Regions from separate parts of the Anas platyrhynchos genome. Here region 2 is linked to region 1. Evidence: chromatin contacts called from public Hi-C data. All regions are on one chromosome and are shown on one strand. The core of a region is the stretch at or near the end of the contact, and the rest is flanking DNA. Distances in the headings are between cores, read along the strand shown.

What was found. Hi-C and Micro-C count contacts between places; a contact is called where the count stands out from the background.
Region 2: a contact with region 1 is called in a Hi-C map of subcutaneous adipose tissue, with 2.6 times the contacts expected there. The contact joins two enhancer-like sites. A contact is called at or near these places in 2 of 8 Hi-C or Micro-C datasets (liver and subcutaneous adipose tissue).

Annotation. Positions count from the first base shown.
Region 1 is chr2:13,953,230-13,958,637 of IASCAAS_PekinDuck_T2T, reverse strand. All of the region lies in intron 3 of SAMD12 (sterile alpha motif domain containing 12), which reads right to left. Among named protein-coding and RNA genes, the nearest start is that of SAMD12, 52 kb to the right of the region's middle. Within about 2 kb of position 3,542, at least 1 of the 8 cell types and tissues checked has an H3K27ac peak or open chromatin away from gene starts, as enhancers often do. A contact at or near this core is called in subcutaneous adipose tissue, where this site is marked.
Region 2 is chr2:14,178,076-14,183,307 of IASCAAS_PekinDuck_T2T, reverse strand. All of the region lies in intron 1 of EXT1 (exostosin glycosyltransferase 1), which reads right to left. Among named protein-coding and RNA genes, the nearest start is that of EXT1, 88 kb to the right of the region's middle. Within about 2 kb of position 1,992, at least 5 of the 8 cell types and tissues checked have an H3K27ac peak or open chromatin away from gene starts, as enhancers often do. A contact at or near this core is called in subcutaneous adipose tissue, where this site is marked.

The DNA of each region.
Region 1 (5,408 bases), core at 2,293-4,792:
CCTGGAATCACAGCATAATTGTCTGAAGGCTCCTGTCTAGGGAATAGTCACAGGGGATTAGGTAATGGTCGAAGTCTGAGGTGAAAGGAGGAATACCGCAAATTACAGACAGATCGGATGTGTGAGATTAACTACGCACTCGCTTGTTTCTGTCACAAAACAGAAGCCAAACTCTTGGATGTGGCTTCCTCCAGGTTTGGGATTTCAGGAAAGCTTTCTTCTGTGTTTCACCATTAGGTTAGCTTTGTTATTAGACCAGGGAACACTGCCAAATAATTATAAGATTACGTTAAGACTAAATCCCCGTATCATGAATAGCACATGCTGGCAAGTAACAAACTAAAATAAAACGAATCAGCTCTAGCTGCTCACTGATATCACAAACACACACCCACTAAGCAGCAAATTAATTCCCTTCTTCAAAGTGAAGAATTGTAAGGTCCTCTAACAAGTCCTCCACTTAATCACTGAAGTTTTCCCCATCTAAGTTTTCCTTACCTACAACTGAGCCATAAAATTGACTTCATGTCTGCGCAGCAAGAAGATAAATACTCCTTCCCAAGCAATAGCACAAGTAATCTGAAAGAAGATCATCCAATACCTCCCATTTTTGTCCCAGTTCCAAACAGAGTGGGAATCTCAACTTCCAAAATGCTGCAGAAAAAAGGATAACTTTGCAGTAAATGAGAACCCAGAGGTACTGACCAGCAGTTTAACCTAGCTAGGTAAGGAAGGTCCAAACTCAACAGATACAGCAGAAATTTTTAAAAGCAGTACAGAATTATAGCTTAATGAGACCGTGGTCAGGGCAAAATACTTGGAATCAGCACAATTCATAGAAAAGCCTAAATATTTCATGACCAGTTGCAAACTAAGGACCCCATGCTTTGTTTCAGTGGAAGACTCCAAGCTGTTATGCACCATATTGAAGCAGTTCATTAGTATTAACCGAGTGGGGAAATAAAAGAGGGAAATAAAGAAGCACACTCAGAGTTACGATGTTACTTCCTATGGTTTCACACTGCTCAGTGGAGATCTCTAGGTAATAACAGTGCTTCTCCCTGCCTAGCTTCTAGATAATGCGACCACACAGCCTAATGATCAACGGACACGGTCAAGTAATAATCTGATCACTAACAATTGGTGATAGCTCCAAAAACATGTACAAAGAGAACTTCCGGATAAATAAAATGAAAGGGTAGAGCTTCAATATTCGGCAAAGTGTTAAGGATATTATTAAAGTAGTCATTGCTTATCTAAGGCACCTAAAGAAAAAATAGTTGATAAACATGCTTTGTCAAGAACTTGTCAAGGGTATTGCGGTGGGGTCTTTTTTTCCTCCCAAAACAAGTGAAAGTGCACAAAAGAAACAGCATGAATATAAAAGGGGTGTTTTCATTACCCATTTCTCTAAGCCCACTGGATTATTCTGTTTGGTGGCATGCCTTGCCTCTTCACCACTGATTATTTAGCAATTTACTCACTCACCCTTGGTCTTCTGAATCACACTTAAGTTGGATGTCTGAGTCACCTAAGATAGACAGCGTAAGCACCCACAGGCTAAATCACCAGCTTCTAAGCTTTTCGGTTCTGTCAATGGATCACAATCAGCGTTCAGTTCTTGCAGACACACCGTGCAGCCTTATCGGCAAGCTAGGAAATATCACAAGGCTTTACAATATGGTTCAAGAATTCCTGAAATAGGTTTTGCTAAGACATTTGATACAGCTGTCTGTATCTTACCTAATTCAGATTTTTAGCTCCCCTCTGAGTAAGAAACAGAAATTGATTTTGAAACTGGCTGCCAAGGTGAGAGGTTCTTTCAGCAAGTTTTACATGATACTGATGTGAATCAGTGTTTCCTTAGGGGATAGAGCGGATCCAATTTACAAGGAATGGGTAACAAAGGTCTTTTTAAGAAGAAAGGTAAAAGATGGTATGATCTCTAGTTAGCAGAAGTTGACTACAACAAATAGAACGAGACTAAATTAAAAATGGGGGAAAAATGTGTTAGAGGGAAGAAATAATCCAATTATTTTTGCATGTAATTATGAAACGTTAATTCCCCAACATCTGACAGCTCTTGAGAACTAAGTACTGAGGAGTAAGTACAAGTAAACACTACTTCAGATGAAGAGCAATATACTTGCTCCTGTCACCTAAATACTTATACTCTAAAGGTACAGAACAACTTCTTTAAAGCTAAGATGGGGAATTTCGAATCTGAAGCTCAAGGACCAGAATTCAAACGTTACTTGCATTCTGTTATACATCAGGTAGGAGTAAAAACTACAGCAAATGGGGCTACCATGGCTTTTAGTGAATTCTTACAGAGTAGCAGAATAAAGAAAAAGAGGCAGCTAGAGTGCAATTCAATTCTGAGTATGCTGTAGAGGAATCATTTATTGAAACCATAAGAAATCGTCCCAGGTAGTTACAAGCAGAGTGAACATTCCCTAGCAAAGTAACCAGATCCAAGAAATATCAAGTAAGACAGGAAACAGTGTAAAACATTCATCAACTACTCGCACAGCAGTTCTCACATCTGATAATGGGTGAGGAGTATGGAAATCCTTCATTCCAAATTTAGCAGATAAAGAAGCGGTAACATTAATATGTCATTGGCAGGAAAGACCAAAAATGCCTCAGTAGCCCTTCGGCAAGTTCTCCTTCCTATTAAACATAACACAGTAATACAACTTCCTCCACACATGATTTCATGTAAAAAATAATGGAATTGGACGCTCCCTACTGCTTTGTGCACGAAGAGAAGATAGCTCCACTTCACGACTAATTGACTCAAGTGCTGCGTACACAAACAGGGGCTGGTTCCCTTGTGCACCAGCAGCAAGTTGGCTTAGCAATAAAGACTTTGTCATGGCAGCTAGTTAGAAAATTGTCTCCCACTTCAGCCTCTTTTTTTTTTTAAATCTCAAGAGAGACTTTCTGCTATACTACTCCACAGACCATTTTGCACGCAGAAAAAACAATTTCTCAGCAAATAATTAAGTATTTTAAAATCAGAGCTCTACTTGAACACTTCCTGGAAGTTGTAATTTAGGTGCCTCACCACCCCCATCTCAACTGCAGGGAGCTTTCCTGGTAGTACTAGGTCTTTAATGAGCCGCTACAATTTTGTCTTCTGGGAGTTCCCTACACATTGCATGAGCTATAATCTAAGTGAAAAGCCTGACCCAGGCGTCACTGTTGAGACATGAGAAAAGATTACTTCCATGCAAACCTTTCTTTTATCAATAACAGTTTAAAAAAAATAAATAAAAAAGGAAAAGATAAAAAAAAAAGCCCACTTTCCAACTACCGGGCCCATCCAACTTCTTTCAATTAAATACATATAAAGCTATATAAACACAGGGTTGCGTTAAAATACTTCCAATACTATTCTCCACAGTTAGACTTTTGCCACATATTATGCAAAAAGTAGCCTTATCCCAAAGCCGTCACTCTTTGATGTGTTCCACATGTTAAAAGTTTGAAAGCAGCCAAGTATGAAATAGGAAAAAACTCTTTAGTCCCTCAGATTTTCCAACACTAGCATCACAGCTCCATGAAGCATGTTGCAAATAAGACTGACCTTATAGTGGGAGAGCAGAATAAAAGCTCTCTGCAGTGTGAAGCAGCAATTTCGTTTTACTTTTTAAACTGCAGATGGAAGCAGTCGGGATTGATTTGACAGCCTGCCAGCCAACAGCGTTGCTAAGACTTCAGAGAGCAAGGAAAAGTGGCAGAAAGGACTGTGGGCAAGGCTGGCTTACCCCTTGCATCACAGAGAAGAGAAAAGCTTCGCAGAGATGGCTGGAGATGGAAGCTGCTTTACAAACCGCTATCAGGACACTGCTTGGGAGAAGAGGTCTATTGTGCTCAACAGAACTGCCACATGCAAAAAAAAAAAAGGAAGATAATTAATGTTTTATTTGAAATACCCTACATTTGGACACAATGAAGGTCTTTTTTTGTTTCTATTAAAAAACACTTTCTTTCCTTTTTCTGGGAATAAATTAGGTGCCTTCTGAGATACCTGAGAGCACTAAGGAATGCTCAAAACCTGCCACAGATTTGGAACCAACCAGAAAACCACAGTAAACAGAACTGAAATAATATTTTACAGGAGGTCAAAGTACTTCCAACAACACCTTGCCTTGACCCAAGACCTTCTTTACTTGGAACCAGTCCTATATCTGATCATAAAACCAATCCTCAACCAATAATAACCTGGAGGGTAGGTTGTAACCATTTTATACAGGAAAGTAAAACAATATACAATAAAAGAAGCCAAGAAAAGGTGCCAGTTTATGTCATCTTCTGCACTGAAACTATAGTAGGATTTGTGAGAAGATTCTGGAGGGCCAGGTGTCAGGTACCACAGACAGGGAAGCATCAGGGGTGAAATCCTACTGAGGTCACCTTGCAGAGGCTGTTATTTTGCTTCTTGCACTAGGCCTCACGTTAGGTACAATGCGCAACCAGCACAAAAGATATTTTGAGTTGATGTGATACTTATCAATCATGGAAGGATGAAGGATGGCAAAGTTGCAATCGTTTCTCAAGGGAGAGAAGAGCAATAGAGAAGTGGTTTCAAATGAAAAGTACTTCCACCTGGAGTACTGCATTCAGCCCTGGGGCCCCAGCACAAGAAGGACGTGGACCTGTTGGAATGAGTCTAGAGAAGGGCTACAAGGATGATCGACAGGCTGGAGCACTTCTCCTGTGAAGACAGGCTGAGGGAGTTGGGGTTGTTCAGCCTAGAGAAGGGAAGGCTCCAGGAAGACTTTACAGTGGCCTTCCAGTACCTAAAGGAGGGCCTACAGGAAAGCTGGGGAGGGACTCTGTGTCAGGGAGTGTAGGGATAGGATAAGGGGTAATGGCTTCAAACTAAGAGGAGGGAGATTTGGATTAGACATGACAAAGAAATTCTGTACTCTGAGGGTGGTGAGGCCGTGGCACAGGCTGCCCAGAGAAGCTGTGGATGCCCCATCCCTGGAGGTGTTCAAGGCCAGGCTGGATGGGGCTTTGGGCAGCCTGGTGTGGTGGGAGGTGTCCCTGCCCATGGCAGGGGGTTGGAACTGGGTGATCTTTATGGTCACCTACAACCCAAACCATTCTGTGATTCCACAATAAAAGAACCTGTTACCAGGAAGACTCAAGTAGTTCTTACACATCTCTTATTCACATATCAAAATACATTTATTTAAAAACACCAATACATTTATCCCTGTTGTATAGACACCAAAATGTTTATGGGGATCTTGATTAAGAAATCACAACATGGTGAATAAAGCTATCTGTTTGTCATCACCCTTCATACCCACCGAGCCTTGAAACTGAGATAGGAATGAGACCCAGGCCTTCTGCATCCCCCTTCAGATCTCTCGCCCCTATGGCATTTCACT
Region 2 (5,232 bases), core at 743-3,242, 230 kb before region 1:
AGACGGCTCTGCTTCTCTGCAGCTTTGTTAATGGCCCGCCGGCCTCCAGCCAGTACAATAAGATCCAGAGGAGGATGCAAAGGTCACGTTAGGGGAGCACGGCTCCCCCGACTTCAAAGGGAAATGCAAAACCACGGCTTTTGGCCCAGGATCGCCTGGAGCTTTCCTGGTTACACGGCGCTCATTTCCCAGGGCCCCTGCACCCCGCTTAGCATTGCAGCTCCGCTCTGCAGCTCGCTGGTACCACTCTTCTACTGCTCAATGAAAAAAAATAATAAAAAATTACATATATATATATATATATATACATTTTTAATTATTCTCTCTGCATTTACCGGCATATGCTGGACATCTGATGTGCAAGAACCTTTCTAGACCGCAAGCGAAGCATCCCGCCTGCTTCCTGACAAGAGCAAGCTCATTTCAAACAAAATACGCACTGGAGGCAAGGCATCCTGTGCCGAAAGGCTGAGGCACAGCGATCGCTTCCTCCCCGCAAAAGGCAGCGAAGATGAAAACCACTCTGACACTGAGCCGCCTGACAAGGACGCCGTTCGGTGCAGGCACACCGACAATCAGCCACATGTGCCTTCATGCTCGCTGCAGCTGCAAAGCCTGCTGCAGCCACACTCGGCAAATAAAGAGCAATCAAAACCAGGCCATTATCGGCCTGGATAACGGCCCCGTGTAGCTGATCGGACAGAAAAAGTCAATTTTCAATTATTTTGCATGTGGATTATATATCACGCTCCCCTCCAGTGCCTTTTCTTCCATGCAACTTTGAAGCACGTTGGATGTAAAGCCAAATTTCAGAAGCACCTAGATGTCTGAGAAGCCACCTCCATCCCGTCGACTTCACAGGATCTAAGTATAAGTCCTTTCTGCAAATTCCATCCCTTTTAAGTATACCTAAAAGCCAGTCCTAAATATAATATAATATAAATATAATGGTCCTAAAAATAAGCTTCACATCCAAGCAAGTCCCACGGTCTGTCTGTCAGTCCCAAACTGGTCCTGACAGTACCTCCACAAAAGGGCTTTGGCGATTTTTTTCCCTTCTCCGCCTGCAATTTTTGCCTGTATGCAGAGGATAATAATAACAGGGTTTTTATACAGTATAAAGGGGTTCTTCTGTTGGGATTAGCATTTAAGAAGCACAGTGCGATCTCGGCGTTACGTTTGATTAGGAGCCAAGCTCCAGCTCTGACACAGAGGATATGTAAGGAACCGGGGATGTGCAGAAATCACCATAAGAAAAGCCCGTCTGCAACACCCGGCCCCGCAGGACCGTCCCAGTGAAAACCTTCTAGCTACGATTTGGCATTTCCACACAAGATTTTCTCCTTCTCTCTATCTCCTTTTTTTTTTTTTTCATGTGATTAACAGCTTTATTAATTTAACAGCTCCTCACTTAAGAGGATTCCACCAGCTTACTGGTGGGATCCTGGCTGGGAAGCGCAGCCTGTGCTGGGTCCGGGAAGGCCGTGTAAGCTCCTGGTAATGTAACAACTTCACGCCGTACTTACTATAATCGAAGACACACAATAAAAGTATTCTTCCTAAACTCATCAAGCCATTAAACCGTCAGCTCCAGCCCAGATGCGTGATGTATGGTGCTCAGCTGGCGGGGAGTCGATCCGAATGGGAGCGCCCAGATTTACGGCCCCTGACCCCCTGGCTCCCCTCACCGGACCCCCCCCCTCGCCTTCCAGCCCTGAGAAGGGTCGTGGCCGACCCCTGCGAGGCACTCTTGAGTGCTACCAGCAATGGATGCATTGATAAAAAAGGATGCAGCTCGGGATGCAACCCACTTCGGCATGAATTGCGGCATCCACTCGGAGCCAGACGGCCAAAAAGGCGACCTGTGAATAGGGAAAGCAAAAAATTGAGGCCAGCCCCCGATGCAAGGCAGGGCTGGGTGTGCTGGTGTCCCACAGCCTGGCTGCAGAGCGATTGCTCAGCACGCAGGAGGCCGGTGTCATGCTCTGACTCACATCAGATGACTGCAGCGTCCCCAGCCAGAGATCACTATGCTCGCTCCGAAAGAGGTAATGCCAAAACTATGAGCAGCTCGTTTACAAGTTCGTGGGAACCGTGTGACTCTTTGTTGCTTGAAGAACAGTAAATCTAACTCAGATGGCAGCCTCCTTCCCCTGGTGAAAGCTGCCGACCTCTCCCGGAGCCAGCTCTGAGGGCATCGTGGCCCTTTGAGCGCTGCCTGGTCACCTGCCCTCACACAGTGCATGTTTCCAGTGAAGCAAGAAAGGTTTCATAAAACCTCATTCTTTTTTAAGGTATCAGCGGTGTTTTTAAACAGAAGACAACCGCTCTTCCTCCTCCATTCTCTTTTTCCTTCACAGCTGTACTGCCTTTTAGCACAACCCGTGAACCTGGAGCAAAGCGAGGCACAGGCCTGAGCACCACCCCTTACATCCCTCCCTCACTGCTCTCCCCCAAAAGTCTCATTCCCCACTGAAGTTTTGGGGATCTGGTCTGCCAGGCAGCACCTACCACATCCTCTATGCCCTGTATCTGGAGCCTCACAGCCCCACGGCCCTCCCTGTGCTCCAGGTTTACGTCCTCACCCCAAACCCTTAGCCCTCCAGCCACGCCAGCCGGCCAGACATCTGGGAGCAGTTCGCTGTGATCCTGCAGAAACTTTTTGTTTTCCCTGCTCCAAAACATTTCCATGGGAACACTTTTGCAAGCGGCAGCTTCCAGCCTCGACGTGACAAACATTTGCTGTGGTGACCGCCACACTTGCAGCACCCGCTGACCCCTGCGCCTTCTGCAGGAAGCCCTGGAACAGGCCCTGGGACACGACAGCCCTGATGATTCCCCACCAAAACTTCACGGTTTCCTTCTGGGACCATGCTGGACCCCATGAGGCTTGCATGTCCGCTTCGGTAGCGTTGCTCACACACCGAAGGACACCTACGAGCCCTGCCACACAAGCATCCTGCAGCACTTCCAACAGCTTCCTCCAATCTGCTGTAACCACAATGGCTTCTTGCTCACCAGGAAGTGTGGATTTATAAAGAATCCCCCCCCGAAAGTCTCTCCAGGGTATAATTTTGCTTATTAATTAGCTCAGGAGCAGAAATAGCGCTGATGAAGTCCAGCTGTAACATCCCTCCCTGCTCCATCACGTAACGGGAAGCCCTGCCCCGGCTCGGGGCCGCGGCTGCTGCCGAAGGCAGATAAGACAGTATCGCAGCTCTTCTCACTAGGAACTGATGTACCGAGGCGTGCAAAGGGAGCCTCTTCCCATGTGGGATGGCAGAAATATGCTGCAGACTCTGAAGATGCTCAGTGAAGGTGCTCAGGGTCCAAATATTTCACCTGCCGGCGAGCCGAGGGCAGGCAGGAGATGCTCCTGCTCCCCCATACCCCCAGGGAGAGCCGTCCTTTCCCACCCCCTTCCCCATTAGAAAAGGCACAGAGCGGGAGCTGCCAGATGGGGAAACACAAGGGAAACACAGGGTGTGAGATAGGACTGTCAGACTAACAAATGGGAAAAAGAAAACATGCTTTTTTCCATGGTGGGGTGTGCTCCTGGCCAAATCGGCGTGGCGCAGGTCCATAACCTGTTTCAGTAAACAACAGACTTTGCTGCAGATGAGAAAATGTCCCCAATAATTAACTTCCAAGTTGCTCTGTGGGATTTTCTGACGATCCCTTGCTGCCATTTGGCATCTCTGCATGGGACTTTCTGGGCCTGACTCACATCTCATTATACACCGTTTCCTTACGCCGCTATAATTTAATCCACTCTAGCAAACTTACTCATGATTTACATCACCCCCAGCAAGAAGAGCGTCAAGCCCTCCTCCATCAGTTCCTCATTCTTAAGCAAAGCTTATTTTTTTAATTTGGCTAAACTGTGTTCAGCACAGTTTCCTCATTGCAAACTGACAGGAGGAAGGCTAGTACAAGGAATTTATTTATTTTTAAAAAATTTATTACAGGGAAATAAAAAGGCCGATTAACGATGTTTATGGGCTGGTCTCTGCAATGAGAACACTGACAGGGCAGGCACTGACCAGTACGGCCGTGCTGCTCCCAGTGCCAGCACCCCACGAGGGACAGAGGTCCCCACGAAGGAGATTTAACCCTGTTAACCCTGCCCGGTGTTGCAGCAACCAGGCTTGAGCTTAGCCCCGCAGTCTGGGCACAAGCTCCCCGATTTTCTCCCTCCCTGGGCTGTTTATGCGTTTTCTGCCTCGTGTCTCCAGAAAGGGTAACCAGCTTCAAGTGCACTTCCACGGGCAGCATGAATAGGAATAACGCCTTAAGCAGCTGCTAGTCATTCACTTCTTAGAGGATTATGAGACTCGCTTCAGTGAGCTCCGCTTTAACTTCCCCCATATAACACAGCTGTGCGCTAGCCCGCCCCATGTATGGGCACTGACACTTCTGGGTTCGTGTTTAGATCTCACACCAGGTTGTATAAACAGCGCGAGGCAGGCTGCTTTGTGATTTCTTTCATGCACACAAGCCCTGGCTTTTTTTTTTTTTTCCTTAAAAAAAAAAGGCCCTCTATTATTTGGTCCTTATTTGCCTTTCAAATAAGCACGCGAGGCGCTTTAAATAAGGAGGTCTGCTCTGGAAAAGATTAGGAGGGGTAATCTCAAACCCACAAAGGACTTCCATGCGCCCAGGACCCATGCTAAGGGGGAGGTGGTGGGCAGAGGAAGAAATCAGGAAAATTCAGAACCAGAACCCATCTCTTAGAAATTGCTGTTCCTGCAGCCAAGCAACAGCTCGTGCCCAGCAGCCTCTGGATATGGGACCTGGTCCAGGGTCAGGCACCTCACAGAGACCACTCTTCGGCTTGGGAAACAAAAACCAGGAGCTTGTCATGGAAAATTTTGGGGTTCTGTAGGCATTTTGGGAATGAGGTGCCCCACGGTTCAACTTCTGGTCTATTTGAAGCTAGGCAATGTCCTCCAAAAGTCTCAGCTAAATAAGTGTTTAAGGACATGGCATGCTCTCATGCTGGGACTGAGAGTGCTGGCATTAATTCTGGGGGCCTTGGCTTTGGCCTAAAATTTCCTTCTTCTGCCCTGCCAGTTCATGGTTCTCCAGGCCAGATGTGTCTGCACCTCAGGAAGGCTGGGCTTGAAGCGCTTCTACGTCTTCTCTGCTGAAGGCTGCCACGCAAGCTTCACAGAAAGGCAAAAGCAGGAAGAAAACAGACACACAGAGACACAAAAACAGAACAGAACTCTG